Regions from separate parts of the Callithrix jacchus genome. Here region 1 is linked to region 2. The links are chromatin contacts, called in public Hi-C maps. All regions are on one chromosome and are shown on one strand. The core of a region is the stretch at or near the end of the contact, and the rest is flanking DNA. Distances in the headings are between cores, read along the strand shown. Region 1 overlaps ABCC1 (ATP binding cassette subfamily C member 1 (ABCC1 blood group)). Region 2 holds the start of CEP20 (centrosomal protein 20).

Evidence for each region. Hi-C and Micro-C count contacts between places; a contact is called where the count stands out from the background.
Region 1: a Hi-C map of skeletal muscle shows a contact between it and region 2, with 4 times the contacts expected there. The contact joins the enhancer-like site here to the promoter of CEP20 in region 2. A contact is called at or near these places in 2 of 3 Hi-C or Micro-C datasets (both in skeletal muscle).

What each region holds. Positions count from the first base shown.
Region 1 is chr12:14,028,527-14,033,749 of calJac240_pri, reverse strand. ABCC1 (ATP binding cassette subfamily C member 1 (ABCC1 blood group)) reads right to left here. Exons shown (of 31, transcript XM_078344692.1): 24 at 1-137. Among named protein-coding and RNA genes, the nearest start is that of ABCC6, 110 kb to the left of the region's middle. Within about 2 kb of position 1,934, at least 2 of the 16 cell types and tissues checked have an H3K27ac peak or open chromatin away from gene starts, as enhancers often do. A contact at or near this core is called in skeletal muscle, where this site is marked.
Region 2 is chr12:13,815,263-13,820,607 of calJac240_pri, reverse strand. CEP20 (centrosomal protein 20) reads left to right here and starts at 3,198. Exons shown (of 4, transcript XM_054242599.2): 1 at 3,198-3,253. The coding sequence starts at 3,226.

The sequences.
Region 1 (5,223 bases), core at 685-3,184, 210 kb before region 2:
CGGATGAAGCGTTCCTGCTCCTCGAAGGCCCGAATAACGCTGACCCCCAGCAAGGTCTCATTGAAATGGGAATAGACGGGGGAGCGGCTGACCGACTCGAGGCGCTTCAGCTGCCGGGAGGTGGCCACGTAGAACCTCTAGGGTAGAGAACGGACACAGGGAATTGATGAAAGTTCCTCCATCCATCCTCCCAGGGCTGAGCTGGAGAAAGTCTAGACAGAACCGACACCTCCAGGAGGCACCATGTCAGAGCCAGGCTACTCTCACAGGGGTGTCTGCTCACCTGGTGAGGCCTCGACAACAATCAGGACAGTGACAATAGGAGCTCATGCCTGTGCAAAGCCCACAGCCCCAGGCATTGTTCTTAGCATTTTTACAACCATCAGTTCATTCAATCCTCACAAAAAAACCTATGAGGTGCTGATTCCTGTATATGATGGGTAAACTAAGGCACAAAGAAGCTAGTTTAATCTCCTCCCCAAGGTCACCATGTTTCACCATGTGGCTAGCAAGGCGCAGAGCTGTGATTCAGACCCAGACTATCTGGGCTTAAAGCACTACCCTCTACCCTGCACAGCCTCTCTGAAGCCTTTAACCTCTAGTGTTTTCTGGAACCAGCAGCGTGGTTTTAGCACAGGCTTTGAGGTCAACCAGACCTCAGTTCAAATCCTGACTCAACTACTGATTGGCTAACACCCTGTTTCTCTAAGCCTCAGTTTCCTTATCTGTAAAATGGGAAGGATGATGGTTGCTCAGCCAGTGTGGTGGCTCACACTTGTAATACCCACACTTCGGGAGGGCGAGCGGGGAGATCACTTGGGGCCGGGAGTTTGAGACCAGCCCAGGCACATGGCATAACACCATCTCTACAAAAATGGAAAATTAATTTAAAAAAACAAAACAAAACAAAATCAGGGCTTACTTCACAGGGTGATTGTAACGGTGACATGCAAAAATTAGACAGTCATACTTCTGATGTAAATTTGCATGTAAATACACATTATTCCATAAATCATACAGACATACATGATGTCACTCAGCACAATGCCCGGTCATATTAGGGTGAACCATAAGATACGGCTGTTTCTGTAGATAAGAAATGAGTATTAGCAATTTCACATAGTTTGACCTAACAGGAAGCACTCCATTCCATGGTGACTACCGTAATCATTAAGGACAGAATTCTGCCTGCTGATCACATGCCCTCAAGAGTGACTGGCCAGGTAATGGCCGGTGCCCAGCACTCTCAGCTCAGCTGAGATGCCCACGAGGACATGGCAAATCTCATCACCTGTCTCCCTTGATGGCCTCCCAATGCTCTCAGAGGTGCCAACCATGCTTTCCCCACTCACCTGGTTCTGTAACTCTCCTCTCCCCTTCCTTCCCTACAGGCAGGCTGCCTGCCTCCACCACTGTCTCTGTCCCTTCTGGGCCATTCCTTATCACCCAGCAGATGAGAGCACAAATGTCACTTCCTGTCGGAGCCCCTCCCATCCTCCAACATGGGCACCATCTCCGGGCTCAGTGTCCTAGTTCCTGGGCTGCGATGACATTTCACCAGCAGCTCCACCCACCTGCTGGGCAGATGCCTCATCTGCTCTGCCTGCCCCAACCTGGGCATTCCGCCAGTGCCAGGCACCAAGAGCCACCTGATGAGTCTCGTTAGATTCAGAACAAAAGCTACCACCCTCTCGAAGTTTTGAGGAGCTGTGGAACAGATGCTGGGCTGGTGGTTTGAGGACACGTGTGCTCTCCTAGCCTAGGTTTCCTCATCTATGCAAAAGAAACTGCTGAGTATGGGGTTCCTGATTCCCAAAGACACCTACAATTGCTTATCAACAGCAGAGCGGGGAAAACTAAGGAAGGCTGCTAGGAACTTGGCCTCCCTGCCTCCTGCCCTGGGCCAGATGTACTGGGCCACTTTGGGGCAGAGTCCAACAGAGAGCATCAATAGCAGCAGGTGGCTTTTACGAGGCCTCTGTAGTTGGCAGCTTCTTTCTGGGTGGCAGCACGGGAGTGAACCGGAACCCACAGATGGAGAGCCCTCTGGGGCCCCAGAAACTCTGTAAGTGAACCCAGGCACCGCACAACCCCAGACACTCTCAAAACAGCTGTTCTGCCAATTTCTGGAATGTAGATCAGATATTATTTCTCCTCCAGCTGTTTCCATCCTCCCTGCCGTGAAATCCAGACCCCTCTGCATGGCTGAAAGCCCAGGTGATCTGCCGCCATCTTACCTGGGACCACCCTCCTTCCTCTCTCACCAGCTGTCTTTCTCAAAAGTCCAGATGCAAGTCGCCCTGAAGTGTGTTACCTGTTCAATTTCCTCCACTTGCCTCTGCCTCTGAACCTTATTTACTGGAAAAATCTAACCTGAGACAGATATTTGTTCAAGAATGATCTGATTTTTTTTTTTCTTTGAGACAGAGTCTCATTCTATCACCCAGGCTGGAGTGCAGTGACATGATCTCAGCTCACTGCAATCTCTGCCTCCTGGGTTCAACCAATTCTCCTGCCTCAGTCTCCCAAGTAGCTGAAATTGCAGGTGCCTGCCACCACACCCGGCTCATTTTTGTATTTTCAGTAGAGACAGGGTTTCAACATGTTGGCCAGGCTGGTCTCAAACTCCTGACCTCAGGGGATCCACCTACTCTATTGATTTTTTTTTTTTTTTTTGAGACAACTTGCTCTGTCACCAAGGCTGAAGTGCAGTGACACAACCTTAACTCACTGCAACCTCCGCCACCCAGACTCAAGAGACCCTTCCACCTCAGCCTCCCAAGCAGCTGGGACTACCTGCTACCACACGAAGCTAATTTTTGTATTTTCTATAGAGACCAGGTTTTCCCATGTTGCCCAGGCTTGTCTTGCAAGTGATCCTCCCGCCTCACCCTCCCAAAGTGCTGGAATTACAAGCATGAGCCACCATACCCGGCTGAGCTTCATATAAAGGAAATCCCACAGGACACGCTCTTTTGTGTCTGACTTCTTTTCAGCACTGAATATCTATGAGATAAACCCAAACGATTTTGTATATGAGCATTTCATTCCTTTTTACTACTCAGTCATAAACTATATAATTATATCACAATTTATTTCTCACAGTCCTGTTAATGGACATTTGAGTTGTTTCTAGTTTGCGGTGATCATGAATCTAGATGCTAAGTACATTCTAAGCGCTGCCTTTTCTTTTTTTTTTTCCCCCATATACGCTTAGGAATGAGATTGCCTGATAAGAGGATAAATGTACATTTAGCCAAAAGTGATTAAAAATTAATTATCCTATGATCTCAACCCTTAAAAAGATGATGTTTTCACGTATCTGCCTCCCCTCCAGTCCTGCCCACACACATCGTGCATTTTGTCTCAGTGATGACAGTGCGCACACAACTTGGCCCTTTGCTGAAATCCTTTCCTTTGTTGTTGAAAAATAAAATCCTTGGTGCTGTAATAACAGTGTCTTCTAATGACCCCTGCTCGAAGCCACATCGCTCCATGGTGTACCCAGGGTCCTGCTATCGGCAGGTATTTAAGTTGCCTTCAACATTGCATTTGCCCTGTTTTGTTCTTTTCAAGTCTTCCGGGAAATTCTCCAGCTGGCGTATGAACACAGATAACATTTTTTGGCAAATGTAAAAAATAAAGCTGGCAGCAATTTCAAGGGGACTAACGAGACTCTGGGAACTGGACCTACTCGCTCTGATTCCATCGCTGTCTTTTCTCATCAATCACTGGGCCACACTGTGGTGGGTCGCAGGGGCAGGATGACTGAAGCAAGGCCTCCTGGACGCCACCTGAACGGCTGTGCAGCCTGGTCTGAGATAAGGCGAACCTCATGGATTCTGACTCCTATTTTGCATTGCAGCTGAAATGCTCTCATCTAAACAACCTTACTGGCAATTGTGCTGCAGTTAATTCTTTAGGGGTAAGTAACGGCACAGTTTTGGAATCAGACCAACTTGATTTGCCCTCTCAGCTCTTCCATTAAAAACATCTGTCCTGTGGTATCCTAAGAAACCATGTGTTCAAAGAACGAATAAGTTTCCGCAGAAGCGATGCAGCACAGACTGATTGCCTACACAATTTCCCCTTCTTTCCCAACAGAAACTTCTTTATCTTTTTTTTTTGAGACGGTCTGGCTCTGTGGCCCAGGCTGGAGTGCAGTGGTGTGATGTCTGTTCACTGCAACCTCTGCCTCCCGTAAGCGATTCTCCTGTCAGCCTTCTGAGTAGCTGGGGCTACAGATGCATGCCACGATACCTGGCTAAGTTTTATATTTTTAGTAGAGACTGGGTTTCACCATATTAATTAGGCTGGTCTCCAACTCCTGACCTCAGTGGTCCACCCACCTCTGAGTGGACTTCCCAAAGGACTATGATTACAGGCGTGACCCACCATGCCTGGCCCCAACAGAAACTTCTTCTTGGGAAATGCAATGTGCCCAGGTGAAACACGGCACTTCCCAGGGTCCCTTGTGAGTAGAGGTGGTCCCATGGCTAAATTCTGGGCAATTGGATGTATAGGTGTCCCTCTTATCCAAGGTCTCACTATCCACGGTTATATGGTTTGGTTATGTCCCCACCCAAATCTCATCTTGAACTATAGTTCCCTTAATCCCCATGTGTCATGGGAGGGACCGGGTGGAGGTAACTGAATCACGGAGAGTTTCCCCCAACCTGTTCTCATGACAGTGAGTTAGTGCTCACGAGATATGAGAGTTTTGCAAGCGGCTCCTGGCTTCCCTGGGCTCTCATTTTTCTTCCACCTGCCATGTGAAGGAGGACATGTCTGCATCTCCTTCTGCCATGGCCTCCTTAGCTCTGCACAACTGTGAGTCAATTACACCTCTTTCCTCAACAGTATCAGGCGTTTATTCATAGCATTATGACACCAAACTAATACACACAGTTTCAGTTATCCGTGGTCAACTCTGGTCCAAAAACAGTAAATGAAAAACTTCTGAAATAAATAATGTATACTTTTTTTTTTTCCAAGATGGAGTCTCACTCTGTTTGTCACCACCAGGCTGGCGTTTAGGGGCACCATGTCACCTCGTCACGTCACTGCAACCTCCATCTCCTGGGTTCAAGCAATTCTCTTGCCTCAGCCTCCAGAGTAGCTGGGATTACAGGCACCAACCACCATGCCCAGCTAATTTTTAAATGTTTAGTAGAGAGGGGGTTTCACCACGTTGGTGAAACCAGTTTCACGCCAGGCTGGTGT
Region 2 (5,345 bases), core at 1,949-4,448:
CAAACTCCGGCTCTACTAAAAATACAAAAAATTAGCCAGGCATAGTAGCACTCGCCTATAGTCCCAGCTACTACGCGGGAGGCTGAGGCAGGAGAATCGCTTGAACTTGGGAGGCGGAGGTTGCAGTGAGCTGAGATCGAGACACTGTACTCTAGCCTGGGCAACAGAGCAAGACTCTATCTCTAAACCAAACCAAACAAAACAAAAAACAAAAAAATTAGAGAGGCCTGGAGGTGCGCACCTGTAATCCCAGCTACTTGAGAGGCTGAAACAGGAGAATTGCTTGAACCCAGGAGGCAGAGGTAGCAATGAGCCGAGATCACACCACCGCACTCCATCTGGGCAACACAGCGAGACTCCATCTCAATCTCAAGAAATGCGATTGGACAGAAATTGCATGATCTAAACCCAGCAAAATCTGTCTGCTCAGACTTTTCTTGGCCTCTCTGTGCAGCGTTTCTTTTGTGAGGGTATCGGGCAGAACCCTCTCTTGAACGAGGGTCTTTTGAGCCACAATCAGATTAGAGTCCTGCTTGGGGCAGGTGAGAGGTGGACAGCAGAAGATCAGAGGGGGATTCTGTTTCCTGAGGCCAAAAGTGCCTCAACATTACAATGAGGACAATGGGAGTTACATGCCAGGAATCCTGCAGACAAAAACCAATATCTATATCATAACACCACAGGAGTGCTTTTTTTCTGAGGGGCTTAAAAATTCCACCTACGGAATTTAGTTAATCCCCGTAAATCTCTCAAAAATGCTGGCCAGGAATTCAGTCACTATGGTTTTACAGAGCAGAGAGGCAAGATAAGACCTTTTCTTTCTTTTTTTTTTTTTCTTCAGGCATTTGGGTTTAAGATAGGACATTTTCAAGGTTACAAAACAGATATGCAGCCCACCATCAAAAATTAATCTAGTTTGGAACAGGAAGAGATTCCTCTAGGTTACAATCACTTTCAAGCTTTTTTAATGGCTGATCACTTTAAGAAATGCGACAGGTACCAGCATATACATGTGTACCTGAAATGAAAGTTCCAGAAAACCATACTCCTTTGTTTACTATTTGTTACATTCCATTTCACTGACAATGTACTCATGGGCATCTACTAATAAATAGGTTTCAAAACCTACTATTCGGTTAATCTAGAATCTAGGTCCAGATGCTCCGCTTGCCTCCACTCCTTTTTTTTAAGTCTCAAAAAAGAAAGAAAGAAAGAAGAAAGAGAAGAGAAGAAAATAAAAGAAAGAAAAGAAAAGCATCTCCTCTTGCCATCAGGCTGGAATGCAATGGCATGGTCATGGCTCATTGTAGCCACTACCTTTTTAAAGACAGGTTCTCCCTATGCTGCCCAGGCTGTTTTCCCTCCCTTTAAAAAAGATAGTTGACAATTATTGATTGTATATTTCAAAATAACTAGAATACTCGCAACGTTCCCAACACAAAGAATGTTTGGGGTGACGTTTATCCCAATCGCCTTGACTTGATAATTACACATTGTATATGTGTGTCAAAATATCACATCTCTCCCCAAAATATGTATCATTGGTGATATATAAATTTTTTTTGCTTTTTTTTTGACACAGGGACTCACTGTCACCCAGAGTCAAGTACAATTAGCCCTCCCAGGCTCAGGCGATCCTCCCGAGTAGCTGGGACCACAGGCATGCACCATCCTACCTGGCTAATTTTTTTTTGTATTTATTTTGGAGCAATGGGTCTCATGTTGCCCGGGTTGGTCTACTGAGCTCAAGCAATCCTCCCTCTTTGGCCTCTTGAGTAACTGGGCCTACAGGCATGCACTTCCATGCCCAGCTAATTTTTTGTATTTATTTTGGAGAGATGGGATCTTGCATCGCCCAAGCTGATCTCAAACAATCCTCCCTCCTTGGCCTCCCAGAGTGCTGGGATTACAGGGATGAGCCACTGCACCCGGTCAATATATCAATTTTTAAAAGCAATAGGCATGGAACCAAAAGTATGATGGAGGTTCCTGGGAAAGAGGTTTCCTTGCTCTTAGGTGTACTTTTTTTTTGTAAGACAGAGTCTCACTCTGTCACACAGGCTGGAGTGCAGGGGGGTGTTCTCAGCTCACTGCAACCTCTGCCTCTCAGGTTCAAGCTGTTCTTGTGCCTCAGCCTCCCGAGTAGCTGGGATTACAGGCACCTGCTATCACACCCTGCTAATTTATTATTATTATTGTTGTTATTTTTAGTAGAGATGTGGTTTCACCAGGCTGGCCAGGCTGGTCTCGACCTCCTTACCTCAGCCTGCCGCCTCGGCATCCCAAAGTGCTGGGATTCCAGGTGTGAGCCACCGTGCCCGGCCGCTCTTAGGTGTACTCCTAATTGATGCTTCTTATTTAGCCAAGTGTTTGGATCTTCCTGGCTATACAACTGGAATCATGCAACCTCACACTCAGTTTAGGGCACATTATTCCCGTGTTCCTTTTTTTTTATTTCCATGGGAAGTTAGAGCTTCTTCCTTCATCAGTTAGTTCCACAAAAAGCTCCTGGACTCCTTACGTGCACTGTGTAAGTGCAAGTGGAAGAGAACAGACCCGTGATCTTCGCTAAGTCTCTTCAGCTATGGAGGACTCAGTTTCCTTCTCTGTAAAAAGGACCTGATCACAAGGAAATAATGCGCCAAGGCGTCATAGTAAGTGCTTAATACTGTGGTTCTCCAGATGTGATCCCCAGACCCGCAGCACCAGTACCACCTGGGAACTTTATAGAGATGCAAATTCTAGGGCCTCACCCCAGATTTACAGAATCAGAAATTCTAGGGGGGTGGGGGGACCCAGCAAGCAATCTGGTTAAACAAGTTTTCCAGGTGATGCGGATTCATGCTCGAGTTTGAGAACCGCAGGTTTAATAGGTGGTAACTATTAGCAGTTAGTACTTGAGGCTGCAGAGACAAAGCAAAGCTCATCTGGCTACACTTAAAGTACTAAGGTACCAGCAGCACCCACAGCTAAAGGCTCGCAACTGCCTCACTCCCGGACTTCCCTCCTTTTTCACTCACAGGGCACTCCGAGAGCGCTCGCTGATTGGTGGAGTCTCTGGTTGACGTTTACCACCCACCCAACCGCGGAGAGCATAAACTGAGAGAAGCGGAACTAGGCGGGGCCATAGCTGTGGGCCTATTGGCTACAGACCTCGCCGCGGAGCGAGTGGGGCGGAGCTGCGCGTGCGCAGGGCCGAGGCGCGCCCCTGGCGGCCGTTGAAAAATGGCGACTGTCGCAGAGTTGAAGGCTGGTGAGTGCCAGCAAGGAGGCCTCCGCCTGGGTAGCGTCGAGCCTTCATTTTGTGGAAAGGATGGGACGGGAGGGGAGCGCGCGGAACACAAGGGTTGGCTTTTTCCGTGGTCATTCTTCGTTGTGAGGGCCTTTGGGGAGCGGCCGGCTGCTGTTTTGGTCCCTGCTCGGGGAGTTCTCAGAGGGAAGTGGTTGTCCGCTGGCGAGTTTTAAGCCAGTTTGGAGGCAAAGCAGGAGTCGCATAATCTGCAGGCGTCTAAGAAGCCTACAGGGCTGCATGTTGGGCCCCTGGCGCATCTTCTTGTAACCTGCCGGGGGCTGGAGGGCTTGGACCAGGCTTGGCACTCAGAGTTAATGACTACAATTCCCACAACTCCTATTGGGTTAGGCACTGCCCTAAACAATTTGCTTGGGGCAAATTGTAAGGATTTTGTTGGATACTTACAACAACCTGTTAAGTAGCCCTCCCTTCCCCGCCTTTTCTTTTCTTTCTTTTTTTTTTTTCCCGAAGAGAGAGTCTCTTTCTGCCACCCAGGTTGGAGTGCAGTGGCGCGATCACAGCTCACTGCAGCCTCGAACTCCATGATTCCAACTATCCTGTCATTTCAGCTTCCGGAGCAAGTGGGAATACAGGCGCTCCTCACCTTGCCCAGCTAATTTTTCTGTTTTTTGCAGACACGGGGTCTTGCTGTGTTGCCCAGGCTGGTCTTGAACTCCTGGTCCCAAGCGATCCTCCCGCCTTGGACCCCTCAAAGTGCTGGGATTACAGGCGTGAGCATCTGGCCCCTTTTTCATCGGGAGAAACTAAAGGCAAAAAGTTTGCTGGCCTGGCGATTCTCCTGTCTTTTCAGGAAAAGATATTCTAAGCTACTTAAGTGCGATTCACCAATGACATATGTACACTTTACTTTGAAGCAGATGTCCAGACAAGAAATAGTAATAATAGTTACAATTGAGCCTCATGTGTCAGGCACTACTCAGCCCTTGTGTTACCTAATTGTTTCCATGTAACAACCCTATGCCCATTTCATAGATTGGGAAACTGAGGTGCTGAGAGGTGAAATAGCCCAAAGTGATTTTGCTGGAAAGAGACAGAGCATGGGAACCTAGTTGTGATGCACTGGTGTGTCCGGCCTTAAACACTGAGCCATACTGCTGTCCAGTGAATAAAAACAGTTCCAGTTTGCAGGGAAGTCAGGGTTTAAACCAGCAATTCTTAGAGATTTTAGAGAGGAGGCAAGTATAAAAGTGTGTATTTGGGGTGCAGGGCTGGTGAACAGTCATGAAACAGGCATGCCTCTGGCCACAAGAACAATCTGTAGACCGTGTTCCCAAGGAAATACACATCACATGTAATATTGCATACCATTTCAGAGGTTTTAAAGGTACACTTGGAATGGGCCAAGCACAGTGGCTCATGGCTGTAATCCTAACACTTCGGGAGGATTGTTTGAGCCCAGGAGTTTAGGACCAGCCTACCTAATATAGGGAGATCCCATCTTTACCCCCACCCCCCAAAAAAAGAGCTGGGCATAGTGGCCTGTGCCTGTAGTCCCAGCTACTCCAGAGGCTGAGACAGGAGATGGCTTGAGCCCTGGAGGTAGAAGTGACAGTGAGGTACACTGATGCTGCTGCACTCCAGTCTGGGCAACAAAATGAGACCTTGTCTCAGTAAATAAAAATTTAAATTAAAAAAATATATATACTCTTGAAATATAAGCAAGGTTAAGACCTTTCTGAAGAAGTTTTGATGGCCCAGGTATCTAAGCATAAATAATAGAGGGAAAGGTAAAATGATATGGACCTCCAGAAGAAACCCGGTGCAAACTTGTTTGCCAGCCAGTTGTCTTACATTTTATGGGCTTTTACCCTTTTTTTTTTTTTTTTTGAGATGGAGTCTTGCCATGTCACCAGGCTGGAATGCAGTGGCACAATCTCGGCTCACTACAGTCTCCACCTGACGAGTTCAAGAGATTCTCCTGCCTCAGTCTCCCAAGTAGCTGGGATTACAGGCCTCCGCCACCACACCCAGCTAACTTTTGTATTTTTAGTAGAGATGGGGCTTCACCATGTTGTCCAGGATGGTCTTCATC